Regions from separate parts of the Mus musculus genome. Here all the other regions are linked to region 2. The links are chromatin contacts, called in public Hi-C and HiChIP or PLAC-seq maps. All regions are on one chromosome and are shown on one strand. Each heading gives the region's core, a stretch centred on a gene start, on an enhancer-like site or on the middle of the called end of the contact. The rest is flanking DNA. Distances are from core to core; before and after follow the strand shown.

The links. HiChIP or PLAC-seq counts read pairs in DNA pulled down with a chosen protein or histone mark. A called contact is a pair of places that touch in the nucleus more often than the background predicts.
Region 1: a contact with region 2 is called in a Hi-C map of myeloid progenitors, with 4 times the contacts expected there. The contact joins the enhancer-like site here to the promoter of Chchd3 in region 2. A contact is called at or near these places in 3 of 39 promoter capture datasets (hippocampal neurons, liver and pre-B cells), 6 of 484 Hi-C or Micro-C datasets (cerebral cortex, cortical neurons, myeloid progenitors and 2 more) and 1 of 115 datasets of contacts at active chromatin or transcription factors (bone marrow-derived macrophages).
Region 3: a contact with region 2 is called in a Hi-C map of bone marrow-derived macrophages, with 20 read pairs. The contact joins the enhancer-like site here to the promoter of Chchd3 in region 2. A contact is called at or near these places in 2 of 39 promoter capture datasets (3T3-L1-derived adipocytes and liver), 2 of 484 Hi-C or Micro-C datasets (both in bone marrow-derived macrophages) and 2 of 115 datasets of contacts at active chromatin or transcription factors (bone marrow-derived macrophages and embryonic stem cells).
Region 4: an H3K27ac HiChIP or PLAC-seq map of embryonic stem cells shows a contact between it and region 2, with 2.1 times the contacts expected there. The contact joins the enhancer-like site here to the promoter of Chchd3 in region 2. A contact is called at or near these places in 5 of 39 promoter capture datasets (the 3T3-L1 cell line, the C10 cell line, liver and 1 more), 2 of 484 Hi-C or Micro-C datasets (bone marrow-derived macrophages and embryonic fibroblasts), 3 of 115 datasets of contacts at active chromatin or transcription factors (the 230-238 cell line, bone marrow-derived macrophages and embryonic stem cells) and 3 of 9 other capture datasets (liver, macrophages and pancreatic islet).
Region 5: a contact with region 2 is called in a CTCF HiChIP or PLAC-seq map of the NIH/3T3 cell line, with 6 read pairs. The contact joins the enhancer-like site here to the promoter of Chchd3 in region 2. A contact is called at or near these places in 2 of 39 promoter capture datasets (both in the 3T3-L1 cell line), 1 of 15 datasets of contacts at CTCF or cohesin (the NIH/3T3 cell line), 1 of 484 Hi-C or Micro-C datasets (the N1E-115 cell line) and 1 of 115 datasets of contacts at active chromatin or transcription factors (forebrain).

Annotation. Positions count from the first base shown.
Region 1 is chr6:33,399,930-33,402,629 of GRCm38.p6, reverse strand. All of the region lies in intron 7 of Exoc4 (exocyst complex component 4), which reads right to left. Among named protein-coding and RNA genes, the nearest start is that of Gm38785, 42 kb to the left of the region's middle. Within about 2 kb of position 1,254, at least 20 of the 459 cell types and tissues checked have an H3K27ac peak or open chromatin away from gene starts, as enhancers often do. A contact at or near this core is called in bone marrow-derived macrophages and myeloid progenitors, where this site is marked.
Region 2 is chr6:33,058,834-33,061,533 of GRCm38.p6, reverse strand. It overlaps Chchd3 (coiled-coil-helix-coiled-coil-helix domain containing 3), which reads left to right and starts at 1,274. Exons shown (of 8, transcript NM_025336.2): 1 at 1,274-1,534. The coding sequence starts at 1,454.
Region 3 is chr6:32,779,476-32,782,175 of GRCm38.p6, reverse strand. No RefSeq gene overlaps it. Among named protein-coding and RNA genes, the nearest start is that of Gm32007, 120 kb to the right of the region's middle. Within about 2 kb of position 1,280, at least 48 of the 459 cell types and tissues checked have an H3K27ac peak or open chromatin away from gene starts, as enhancers often do. A contact at or near this core is called in bone marrow-derived macrophages, where this site is marked.
Region 4 is chr6:32,796,408-32,799,107 of GRCm38.p6, reverse strand. The region is part of intron 7 of Chchd3 (coiled-coil-helix-coiled-coil-helix domain containing 3); the gene reads left to right. Among named protein-coding and RNA genes, the nearest start is that of Gm32007, 140 kb to the right of the region's middle. Within about 2 kb of position 1,412, at least 37 of the 459 cell types and tissues checked have an H3K27ac peak or open chromatin away from gene starts, as enhancers often do. A contact at or near this core is called in embryonic stem cells, where this site is marked.
Region 5 is chr6:32,705,110-32,707,809 of GRCm38.p6, reverse strand. No RefSeq gene overlaps it. Among named protein-coding and RNA genes, the nearest start is that of Gm32007, 49 kb to the right of the region's middle. Within about 2 kb of position 1,254, at least 13 of the 459 cell types and tissues checked have an H3K27ac peak or open chromatin away from gene starts, as enhancers often do. A contact at or near this core is called in the N1E-115 cell line and the NIH/3T3 cell line, where this site is marked.

The DNA.
Region 1 (2,700 bases), core at 5-2,504, 340 kb before region 2:
TTTAGCCTCTGAATGACTGTTAGGACGTCACCTCACTTCTCTAGGCACTATTTCCCTTTATGGAGGAGGTATGGCAGAGTAACTGGATTCACTAATTGAGAAACATGTACTAAGCACCTACTATTTACAGCACCGCACTAGACAGAGCAAATACAGCAAACAAAATGCACAAGACTAGAAAGACGGACTTGTCACAACTCTTTAGCTCTAAAATCCCATGACTTTCCAGAGCTTCACATAATAATTCAATCTACCATGCATGAGGTCCAAGGAGACTGGTTTAAAAAATCATTTTTCTGTAATATGTCTTTCAGATTTCAAATAATATGAACAAAATGGAAAGAATATAAAATAGTAGGGCTAACTTAAGAAACAGGTAGTTTCTTCAAAAAGTTAAATGCAAAGTTCCATGGGATGGCTCAGTAGATAAAGGCACTCACCAACAAAGCTGCCAACCTGACTTTGGCCCCATAACCCAGAGCTGAAGGAAGGAGCCATTTCCTCCAAGTAGTCCTCTCACCTCATGTGCTATGACACACATGTCATTTACTGTGTACATACACTAAGTAGATAGGTAAATGTGTAAATAAAAGAATAAATTAAACACACATATAAAAACAGTTTGAATGGAATTACCCTTTATCAGGGCAACAAAGCATCTATTAGACATCACAAGATGCCAAATTAAAAAGCCAATGCAATGAAGGGTTACTTCCTTTGGCGTTGTTGGCAAGTGAAGTCCCATCAATACACCCATCCCACACAATATTATAGGCTCTAGCCAATGCTTTTGGTTATCCTTCACAATGTGTCAGTAAGCCCACACTGCTGAAAACACTGTTTGCTGGAGTGACAGAACGAGGGAATTCAAGCTGGTGCTGAGTGGGAAGCTTCACCCCCACTGGCGAGAGTTCATAGTGCGAGAAGGTGCTGTGTACAGTACAAGAGGATAAAATGAATCGACAATCTTACCTAGCTGTGAGCCCTGTCACTACAATGACTGGCCTGACAGGACAGGCCCACTGGTACAACAGTAGCCAGAATGCCACTGGAGTACTCTCCATTTTCCAATTGAAGTTAAGGCCAAGAACATGTGGCTAGCCATGTCACAGTCCCTAGAAGGGAAGCTACTACTATCACTCTGCTAAATGGATAGTGTTGAGCCAGCTTCCACTGACTTATTGCTAAACCCATAAATGGATGCAAGAGCCAACTCTCAGCAGAGAAAGTTTCCCTTTGCAGCAGATGGTAATGAACACGGAGACCCACACGTGATCTAAGGGCAGAGAATGAGGAACTGAGACTGCTCCATGCTGAAGGTGCATCTAGATCACATGTGCTAATCCTAAGGCTCAGGGGTTGTGGCAGAAAAAGGTATGGAAGGATCACAAGACCCATAATGTGGATGACTGCAAGAAAACAGTGGCTTTCAAACACCACAGAGAAGTTGCACCAATGAATTCTCAGCAATTGAGCTAGCACAAACAAGACCTGAGCTGGCTCAGGCCAGACAAATCCAGCATGAAGAAGGGAGGTAAGCATAAAGTCTCACCACCGACAAAAAAATGTTGGCAGTTAATAGCTAATAAAAAGTGAGGTGTTTTTCTTAAATGGTACATGACCAAATGGGTGATTACATTCCAGTGAAGTCCACATACACAAGAGTATATGTGCAGAACCAACTATAACCAACTGTTTAAAAAGTCAAAAAGGTATTAAACCAATTTGGATGGTTAAGGAATGTGGAGAGGTGAGTGGAGGGGATGATGACAATCAAAATGCATTACATGGAATCTTCAAAGAATTAATAAAATTAAAAATATAAGAAACAGTAAGAATACTGGAACTGAGATAGGTAGGCTATTACACAAATGACCCTTAAAAACTTTACACTGTATAATAGACCAATACACAAAGGCAATGTAATGAACAATCTCATTTATAGAGAGTATAGAGAAAAAAATAGATATATGGAGTCAAAGGGAAGTTGGTGGTTACCAAAGGTTGAGAAAAAGGAAAAGGAGACACTGGTGATGGTGATTGACAGTTGATGACCAACTTCCTTTCTGAATGACAAACACATTCCAGTTTTAGAAAGTGTTGATAATTGAGAGAATATTAAAATATTAAAAGAAACTAATACTATCTTCTAAAATGATATTTTACTAAAGGTAAATTGTATCTTAACTTTTTAAAATTTCAAATTATTTAAAATTATACAAAAATGTTGGTTCTAATACTCAATAAAATAAATTAACTAACAAAAGGAAGGAAGGAAATTTCATAAACAAATGGAAGGCTGATAATTTCCTAAAGAAATATTTTAAATAATGTTCAAACCATTATTGCAAAGAAGTTTTATACTTGGTTCATTATTTTAGGTCCAAGGAAAACATCATTAAAATTGATTATCACACAACATAAAAAGCCATGTTTCTGTCAATTCTTTCCCTAATAGCCTAAGACTCCATTGTTTCAATACTATTGTACTTATTAAGTCATTATCCTACCCGCTTCTCCTTTATCAGTCTTTCCAACCCAACTATTAATAACCTTGATATTTATCCTGCAGTCATCTCTCCCTTGGTTAGTACTCACCCTGATCCTTCAGCTTTTCTGGGGCATCAATACACCTTCAGTTAAACTGAGATTCATTACACAAAGTATTTAAGTTTTAGCTATCTCAAAATGTTCATACAG
Region 2 (2,700 bases), core at 25-2,524:
GGGAGGGACATAGTGTCTTGCGCTACAGATTCTGACATGCTGACAAATAACTGAAGCTCAAAAATATTTCTTCAACATTGTGGATCCCTTTGGCCTAGGAGGATGCCATGGTATGCTGTATTCTCTGTCTTTTAATGTTGAGAAGGGCAAATTGAAAAAGGTATTTTTGTTCAGCTAGTTCTGTCCCCTCCCCTCCCATCCCCCTTCTGCCCCACTCTTCTTCTTCCCTCTTGTTTTTTCTCCTCCTTCACATAGCTCAGGCCTGGGGCATTGCATAGACAACTGAGCTACATCAGTAGTCCCATCCATCTAATTTCTAAATGAAAGGGTATTTCTCTGGCTCCATAAATCTAAGATCATACTGTACTTTTAGCAACAGTGTTTGACAGCAAACAAACAAACAAACAAACAAAAAAGCAAAACAAAAAAACCCTAAAATCAACCAAATAACCAAATAACAACAAAACTGAAACTGTGTGTGTGGTTATCCTAACATTTTTAGACTTCTTGGAGGTAAAGTACCAAGCTAGAAACTTTCCAAAACAGATCATCTCTACTTTGTCTAACGCTGCTATAACTCCTCCATGAACGGACCATTTTCCTCTGTCTAATCATCCTGTGATCTAACTTATGTAAGTGAATAAGAGACACAAACACGAGAAGCAGTGTTCTGTCTGTATCTTTGTGTAAATAATTTTTCCTGTGCATTTTTGCATGTAGATTTGAAAGCCCTACATTAAAAGTTGCATTTCATACAGACTGACAAATACCAAAGTCATAAGATAGGAACATAGGCATATGTAGTCTCGGCCCCTTTAAAAGACTAAGTGGCAAAATGCTAAGTTTAGTTGTTACAGGTTTGTGAATTGGAATATACAAGTTGTTTGTTTAGGGGAGTGCATCTTCCATATCTAGCTTTGAGAGCCTGTATTTACCTAACTTACCTAAGGTTCTAGAGTCAACTGCAAAACAAGCTGGTTGGGTGAACCAACTTTTTTGAAAGTAGACCAGAAGGAGGCCTTCAGGGCTGTCAAGACTACAACTCCCAGAATGCTCGGTTCACTTTACAGTTTAGGGAGTGAGACCTGTCACAGCACCTATCGCTCCGGATCGAGACTACAATTCCCATTATTCTCAGAGGCTCCGGAAGCCCTATTAAGCACCACCTGTTGCCATAGCATCCGGGTCCAATCCAGCCAATCCTAGTGCACCTTCTGATAAGAGGCGGGCAGTTTGCTTCTCGGGCTAACCCGAAGCGGCCTACTTCTGGCACGTGACCGGAGGAGGCGGGCTTTTGGGACCGGCGCCTTCTCCTTGCTTCTTTTTTGGGGTCGTGGCCTTGCTCCTGCCCTGCAAGAGAAGCGTCCAGGGCTTTCACGCGCAAGTGTGCGCGTGGGTCCTGACGTGCTCGTAGGTCCACGCTCCAGACTCTGCGGGGACAGAAGCAGGAGCCATGGGCGGGACCGCTAGCACCCGCCGGGTCACCTTCGAGGCGGACGAGAACGAGAACATCACCGTGGTGAAGGGCATCCGGGTGAGTGCCGTGGGCGGGCGGAGGGCAGCCTTTGACCTCGGATCCCAACGCTGAAATGTGCCTGGGACAGCTGCACCTGCTTTCTCCGCTCTCGGCCCGCCCTGCTGTCCCGCTAGAAGTCTGGGTCTCTGGGAAGAAGCTCGTAGTTTCAAGACTCCGAACCTCCATTCAGAGAAAGTTCTTGGTTGTGTGCCAGGAGCCATGCACTGTGCCGGGGTGGTGGTGCCGGGTCACCACGGTCGTCCTTGCTCACTAGTTGCAGGACTTTATTAAAACTCTTGCTTCACTGTGCTGGTCCGTGTGCCTCCTGTACAGGACCCAAGCCCTTCTTTTCCACGCACAGTTCTTTCTCAGAGTGAATTGGTGTTTTAAGGATTACTCTTCTTTGCCTCTGTTATTCCCTGCCCCTCTTCTGGTATTACCATTCAAGTCATTCCTGACCCTGCTGCTAATTTCTGGCTTCTGGCTCTTTCCCTTCCACCTGATAATTTCGTTTTCCCAGGCGCCTCCCCTGTGGTTTGTTGGCCCAAGTTATGAACCTGACCCAGTTGGACTATACAGGCCTATAACTGCCAGCCTGCTAGGGGCGGAGGTCGGTTTGCAGGCCTTCAAGGTTGTAGAACTGAGACAACTTCTAAGGGATCGTTATAGAGACTTATTAAATGCCCTCTGCATGTACTTGATACATGAACTGAAAACTTGAATTTCCTCTAGGGCGTTAGTATACACACTAACAACTTTAATATTCTCCTTTGCCTCGACTTTGGAGCTTCATGCTTTGGGAAGTACACTTACTTGTATCTAGTAAATAGAGCACTATGACTTCAGAAGGTTTTAGAGTACTTTATATTTTCTGTCTACTGCTTTTACACAACTACTCTTAATTAACTATGTAAGAGTTACAAGGAAATAAAAACTTAAAAACATTTCAACTGCTTGAAAACTTTTTCCTTTGAAATTTGTTACTTTGAAAAGAACTTATTAAAGTTTTATTGATTAGAAACCCCAGACTGTTGAACTGAGTTTTTGAGTCTGTGACCAGCAATTCTCACTCTACTAGTGATAGAGCCCTTTGCCTGCTGTGGTTTAGTTGGTAGTTTTTGTAGTAAGATAAGAATTACTGCATACTTGAGTTTTGTACAGAGGTGGAGGGAAAAAAAAAAACC
Region 3 (2,700 bases), core at 31-2,530, 280 kb after region 2:
AGAAACTGGAAGGGTAGGAAGACCGAGGTGTATGGAATATTATACAGTCACGCACAGTAATACAAATGGGTGGACTATGGCTACACACATACACACAGACGATGCTGTTGAACACAAGTCCACTGCTGGAGCTGAGAACAGAGCTCGATTGGTAGAGTACTTACTAATATGCTTTAGGCTCTGGGTTTGAGCCGTAGCACCGTATGAAACCTAGTGATGCACACCTGTAATCCAGCACTTTGGGCATGAAGGCCAGAGGATCTAAAGTTTCTTACCCTTGGCTACACAGCTAAAGCCTGGGCTATGTGAGATGCCCCCCCCCCCAAAGAAAAGACAAACTCTGTAGATTTGTGGGTAGTGTGGGTAAAGGATGCTTTTGTAGCAACTCTATTTCAAAACCAAAAATCATCACTAATGAATAGCAATGACCTTACTGTGTGTGTGCAGTTTCCATCCATGGGAGTAAGGGGATGGGGCTCCAGGTCCTGCTGATGGTTCAAGTCTTTGAGTACTCAGTCTGTTTGCTTGAGGTCTCACTACTCTCTAGGGCTGTCTTGGAACGTCTGGATTTTATGAGTGTGAGCAATTCCCTCCCCCCTGCCCAGCCTCCCGAATAGCCAAGGTCACAGACATGCATTTCCATGCCTGGCTGGTATATTTAATTTCTAATAATTTGTTGAGATTCATATTTACAGCTTACATTTTATGATAACAAGGATTGAAAATAAATATGCACAAGTTTGGGTTGTTCCTACATCAAGGATTGCCACACTCGATGACAATTTCAGTAAGCCCTGCTCCAAGCCATCTCTCTGCACAGAATATTTATGTCCACCACCTCCCGTCCCAGTAATCCTATTATTCCCATTTTCAGATAGGGAAACTGGGGCTTGGAGTTTACATAATTTGTTCAGAGTCTCACAGCTCGTAAACTGGACCTTAATCCTTCCCTCTGCAGAAGGCTTTCTCCCACCTACTTTCAAAGTCCCCTTTTGCGCAGCCCAGCCTGGTTCTATTCTATAGCCCTTGAGAGTTCCAATTGCTTAAACGCCGCTCCCCTGCCCCCCACCTCTTGTCTAGTACGCGTTTGTAGAGTATAATTCTGTGGGCCGAACCAATCGAAGCCCCTACTCTTCCTCACCTTACCCTCTGTCATGAGTGCTGCAGCAAACTTCCTGAGGTTTCAGGCAGAGGGAAAATGACTGCAGAGCCTCCAGCCTGTGGCTGATGCTAATTTTGCTCGTTGGGGTCTGTCAGACAATTTCCCTACTTCCTTTTTTTACTTCCCTTGAGTTCCAAGACATCTGTGCGACTGCGTGGAGCTCCCTCCCTCCTCCTGCCACCCAGGAAGCCAGAGACTGAGAGGCGGCTGAGCTGTGCGCCCACTGTGTCTGCCACCGGAGGGTGTCCCAGGTGCAGCCACTCAGCGGGCCCCAGGTGGGCCACTGGGGTACCGGGCCCAGAGCCCAGCCGTGCTAAATAAAGCTCTCAGGGCCACGTGCCTGCTAGGTTCTCAAGGTCTTCTGAGGTGAAAGATGGGAAGGAATGTAGCAGTTGGGCTGGAATTTTCCGCCTCTACTCTAGCAATTTGTTACTGGTGTATTGGTTTTCGAAGCTAGGCTGCTCAATAACACAGATACAAAGCAGCCCCGAGTAGGGCTGCGTGAAATATCACCAGCGCAGCTTCGGCCACCTGCCTTCAGAAGGAAGGAAGGAAGGAAGGAAGGGAAGGAGGGAGGGACGGAGGGAGGGACGGAGGGACGGAGGAAGAAGGACGAAAAGAAAGAAATCGAAGTCCCATAAATCTATACATTTTTCCTGCGTAATTGTGACCACAATCTCAAGTTGTCCTGAACTGCTAATTATTTGTACCTAGCCTTCAAACCTCCCCAACCTATTCCTTACTCTTGGAACATTCTGTTGCCCAAAATGCCACCATCTTCCTGTTGCCCGAGCCTGGCTGTCCATGGATTTCTCCTTCACCCTCTAATGCCCCCAGACTTCTAGAACAATCTATTTGGCCCTGACAGCCTTTTAGAGTCACGAGAACATAAGCCAATCCTTTGTTTTATAGACAGCTTGAAGACACATAAATAATGTCCTATGTGAGGATTACAGGGCACTAAAAAGGTTACAGGCAGTCTATAATATCCTACAGGGAAATCTCTATAAATCTGTAGGGGGTGGGGTGAAGGGCCAAGCTCTTCCGGTTCTTTCCATAATCTCTCGCTGCAGGGTGCAATAAATACTGTTCATTGTCACCTCCCTAAAAGTTAACACTTTCCCTCCTGACAGATCTTGAGTTTGTGAGGGTGACTAAGTCTCTTAGGAAGCAACCACCTTTCCCCAACCCAGCAAAGAATCTTCATTACGATTCTAAGCCAAAATGGTAATTCTACTTCCCTTGCCAGTGATTGGCTTGGGGCCGTGCATGTGATATTATGCTAGCCAATGAGGAGGGAGGGAAGTCTGCCTCATGTTTCTGGAAATGTTAAAAAAAAAAAAAAGAGGTGTGAATGAGGTTGGAGTCTATTTCCTCTCGTGGCCACAGACATCACAGCGTGAGTATACAAGATCTGTGCTTCGGTGGCCACGTTGTGATCCTGAAGACAGAAGCTAGACAAAGAAGGCAACAGGGAAAAACGATGGGAACCGCTTGCTGTATCATGATGTTAAGCTACAGAGTTAACAAGGCTTGCT
Region 4 (2,700 bases), core at 163-2,662, 260 kb after region 2:
TTTGCTGTCAGTCACCCTTGAGTCTGCTGCTCTGTAGCTTCAGCTGCATATCCTGTTCTCAAGTTCACATTCCTAACAGGCATGGTGATCTGATGACCAGGAGAGGCTGGAAATAGTTTGCGGTTTCTCCAGAGACAGTAAAGTAAAAAACAGCTACCCCAAAGCCAGCCACCTGCCAGCTCATGAACTCCATTACAAAATGCAAGTGCCGTAGCCCGCTCTGGGCTCCTAGTGTACTGTGATGCCTCACAGTCTATGAGGTATAGTCCATGGAAGGTGAGGGACTTTGAAGATGCAATAAGAGTGCAGGGTGACAAAACCAGGACTGAAACTTAAGTTATAGCATGGGCAGTAGGCTGGTAGCCAAGCAGCTTTTCCGTTGAGACTTGATCTTGTGCTAAACTGTAAAGATCAGAGTGCCTGACTACTGAGAGAATGCCAAGTCAAGACCTTGACCAGTGAAGCTAGCTAGATCCCAAAATTACACTTCCCAAAACTAATGTCCATAGTCCTCTCATTTCTAAACTATGAACGAAATCTCCGGTATTGGTTATTTCCAAAATAGAAGACTCCAAGATTATCATGTATGGAGGAATTTGTCTAGGAAAAATCTGTCAAGGACACTGTATTTTACCTCCCCTGTAATTTGGATTTGTGTTCAGCTAGGCTTCAAAGTATTCCCCTCGTATTGAGCCTGAAAAGGTTCTGGAAACAGGAATATCTGTTACTTGGAAATCCCGGCTCTTGCACGGGAAAAATACTTAATGCCGGAGCGGGCTGTTTGTGGCTGTGTGCCGATGAGTTCCCGGTGACATGTTGACCGGACTCTTGGAGCTGGAGGACTTGGAAATCATCAACCCCACCCCTATCTTTTCCTTAGCACAGTTCCAGAGTAGGAATGAACCATACATAGCAGAGCTCATTACCTGCTCTGAATTTCAAACCCAGGAGGGCACAGACATGTGTGAACCTCACGGGCTCTGAAATTTATAAATTGTGCATGGCCAACCTTCCCCTTAAGGATTCTGAACTGGAAGATTAGAAGTGGGGCTCAAGCACCCCAAACTTGCACCAAATTCTGCAGGGTCTGTCTGGTTCTCTTCATGACAAGGCATGCCACTGTCACAAGCTACCTGTCCAGGCTACCTAGAAGTCTAAACTCACTGTCCGTGGAATGCATCTAAACTCACTGTCCCTAGGATACATCTAAACTCACTGTCCCTAGGATGCATCTAAACTGAGCTTGGGAGAAGGCAGAAACCACTCCAGTAAAAGTGCTTTCCATCTTGTGACCTCCAAAGCAGAAGGTCATCCTGGGGGAGTCCCCGCAGCACTCACAGCAGGTGCCAAACGAGCCCTGAGCCTGTCTCCGGGCTAACACCCTCCACAGTGACAGTCAGATCCCCAGAATCTCCTTGGCTGAGAAGCCCATCTAGTATAACAGAAAGCACAATGGCAAATCAAGGGCAGCCTGTGGGAAGGCCTCTGGCCACAGGTTTTTATTGTTCCCTGACTTCTCTATTGTTTCTTAGTGGCTGGATGGCTGCACACAGGTGGTCTTGCTCCTCCTGTGGGGCGGAGGCTCATCGAGTTTGAAGCTGTCAGAGCAAGTTGTGTCTGTCGTGTGTCCCCCCCCCCCCCCCAGCCCCAGCCCTACCCATCCTAGGGATCTGTTTCTCACTCTTTCTGAGAGAAATACTTTGCTTTACGGCATTTTCCCTTTTTTAAAAAAGTTGAATTTGATATAAGAAATATTACCATGGATTTTCATTTTTCTTAATAGGTATTTCCCAGGGCTCCTTTTCTAAAAGTTTGAGCTGTAGTCTCACTGTTTTGTCTACTTCTGTGGCAAGTTGTATAAACAGTTAATTGCTTGTAAGTTAATTTGAATGTCACACAGAGACATGGATGATATGAAATGAGATCCAGGGAAAGTTGACTGGTGTCTCCTACAACAGCAGAAAGCACAACCCTGACTGGAGGGAGCATACCAAATCCAAAACTACTCAGGCCACCCAGCTGGCAGGCAACAGTGCTTCGGAAGCTAACCTGGAGGACGTTCTTCCTCTCTCCCCCACCGTCCTCTCATTGACTTTCCCCATCACAGGTCAGCCCTAGCTCGCCTAAGTGAAAACTCAGTCCTGAGGCTGTGCCTGACTGGGGACCTGCTGCTATGTTAGTCCTCCTGCCCACACCTAATTCTACTGAGTCTGAAAGCTTGGGGAGATGCTAGCTAGCTCTTGGTGGTCTCTTTTTAAATCCCATTCTCTGGGTAATGATTGCTTAGCAATACCGGGTTGCTTGTAAATCTACTGAGACAGCCAGTGGCTGTCCACTGCTAGTCAGCCTCTGTAAGAAAGCGGAGATTCAGAAACTGGAGATGGCTGTGGAACAAAAATATTTGAGAAAAGTGCTTGAAATCATTTTAATAAGTGGAAATGACATACTGTCGTAGGTCTCCGGGGCACTGTTCCTGTTTGACAGAGTGAGTTCATCAGTGGCTGGAACTGAAAGAGCTATCAGAAAAGAGCAGTGTTGGTTCCTGAACCATTCACTCCTTTTGGTAATTTACGCAGCTGTTTACAGAAGGCGTTTCTGCAGACCCAACTATGTGAATGAGGAATTTCTTTCTCCACATTAAGATTAAGTGTTAGCATTTCCTTAAATGAAAGCAGCAGGGTTTTTAATATAGCTTGCAAA
Region 5 (2,700 bases), core at 5-2,504, 350 kb after region 2:
TTGAAATATGCCATGGCAGGTTTACACCACAAAAATAGTGTTTTTGTGTGTGTGTGTGTGTGTGTGTGTGTGTGTGTTGTGTGTGTGTGTGTGTGTGTGTAAAATGAGACTAGCTAGTCTGGCTAGCAATGCCACATGATCAGATCTGCCTATCCCCCATTCTCCCTCCACAGTTCTGGAGTCACATGACCAGCTCTTAATGTGTTTGGGATCTGAAGTCAGGTCTTCATGCTTACACAGCAAGCACTTTCTTAATCAGTATACTGAACAGTCTTCCAGGCATGGGATCTTTTTTATCTTGAGAACTTGTTTGCTATGAAAACCACTCACATCCAGGCTGCACAGCCAGAACAATGAAATTCGAATCTGTGTGTGTCTGAGGTGTGATGATTTCAGAACTCAGGTAGTTTTAAGATTCAGCTAAACTTGGACCTGGGGGCACTTTCTAAGCTAACTCCTCATTTTACACAGCAGGGGGTGGGATCAAAGGTGTAGATTAAAGCTGCCCCCCACTCCCGCAAGAAAACAAAACAAAACAAAAAACCCCACACCCCCAAACCAAAAAAACTCTGGTAGCTTCCAGGGTGATTTCCAGACCCTAGGACAATTCAACTTTCTCCTACAAAGTTAAAGGATGTGCAGCCTCATCTCTGTACCATTTGGCCTCTTTGGCTCTCCCCTCTGTCCCACATTCCTTTACCTGACCCTTCTTGTTAGCTATCAAGCAGCACTTGCTAGGAACTGAGGCTCCACATAAGGCTCCTGTAGGAAACAAGAGTCCCTGCCCTTACCATGCAGAGGAGCAACATTTCCGATGGTTCAGGATTCCTCAAAGTTGGGAATTGGGCCTTCACTCCTCAAAACATCCTGGTCCTTCTGTCCCAGGGAAGCCCCTCATCTGTATACAAAAGGATGGCCAGAGAAGGCAGCGGGCCCTTCTCCTAAGAGGGGATGAGTAATGAAAATACTTTACAAAGTACTTTCACAAGCATGATCTCATTTGGGTTGATGACCCAGGGGCTCCTGAATGGAGAAAGGAGTGGGGGGCTTGGGAATTCAAATTGCATCTCCATTGTCTTGGGAAACCCTTTCCGGCAAATAGGAGTCAGCAAATCCCCACCTTCCCATCCCTCCTTCTCAGTCCAGGAGCATTTAGAACTAATTGAATCACCAGCTCAGCTAATGCAGCCTCCATTAAGACCACAATGTCCCTAGGGAGAAGCCATTGAAGATAAGTAGAAAGAGCCACACCCAACTCCAGGATCACCCCAGCCCCCCACTGCCTTAGTCATCTTAGTGCCCCATGGACCTGCCTGTCTGACCCCTTAGATGTGTGGTGGGAGGGGCTGAGAGCAGGAATAATTTATGTACTCCATTTATTTCCTTATCCCAAGGAAAAAAATGTAATCTTAGTAGAATTGATAGATATACATTCCTAATAGGTGATGTGTTTCTCTTCTTGGTTTTTCTCTTGAAATAAACTCTTTCTCTTTTGGGGAAATTGAATCACAAAGTAAATAGCTGACTGCCCAAAGGTCGGGGGCAGGGGTGGGGGGAGCTGGAAAGGTAGCAATAAAAACTTGGTGCTCTGACTTGTTAACACTCAGACAACAGCAACTTTTATCTGAGGTAGGATGTTGGTTGGGTTTACTTACTGAATTATGCTAGCCGTTGGGTGGGGTTAGGAGATGGGGTTAGAGATGGGGTGAGGGGTTAGGAGAGGGAAGCAATCACAGCAAGACAGGCAGTCCAGGTTCTGGGAGTTGTGGGTCTGATGGCCAGGGTTAGTGTGGGAATGCTAAACTCCTATGTGTAAACGAAGAGAGGGAACTGGTTAACTTGGGTCAAGTGTGCTTTATCTCCCACCAGTGTGTTGGTGTACATGCTGTAGTTCTGTAAAGGCTGAACACTTACCAAGTCCTTCCAGAGCTCTCTTTCCATGCTCAAGTCACCATGACTATATCACCATATACACACTGCACACGGCAGGGCTCCCAGGGCTCCTCTCCCATCCCCCACGCAGCTCTGTGCCAGGGATGAAAGCGTGTCTGATTTGTAAGTTGGCCTTTCAGTTTCACCTGGTCTGTCTGCGCTCCATCTCCACTGTCTGGATTTCCTGGGTGATGATAGAGCAGGCAGCCATCAGCCAAGTCAGTCCAGCGCTGCTGAGGGCCCTGGTGATTAACGGTCAGTGTTTAGGTCAGCGATGAATTCTTTCAGAGAGGTTTGAGCTTTCCCTTTTAAAAAGAGAACAACACATTTGCATGTTGCATCACAGTATCTTTTTCTGAGAAAGATTGAACAAGACAAAAAAAAAGCACACAAAAATAAAAATATTATTTGCCACCACCCAGGAACAAATACTGCAAGTGTTTCTTGCCAACTTTTTAACTAAAATGTGAAACACACACACACACACACACACACACAATACATGTATTTATATTCACACATATATCTACATAAGAGTACAGTCTCCATGATCCAAAGTGTACCCTCTTATCCAGAGTGGCTTTATTTTGGCTATATACCTATATATCTATTGTTTCACCAATAGAAGGGCAGTCTCAGAGATTAGAGTGGAGTTGAAAAATCAACTAGTGATGTCTCGGGTGTTCTTCATTGTGTAAGGACACTCTGTGACACCCACACAACACTGAAATTATCAAAGACACACTCATTAGAACATGTCCCTGAGTT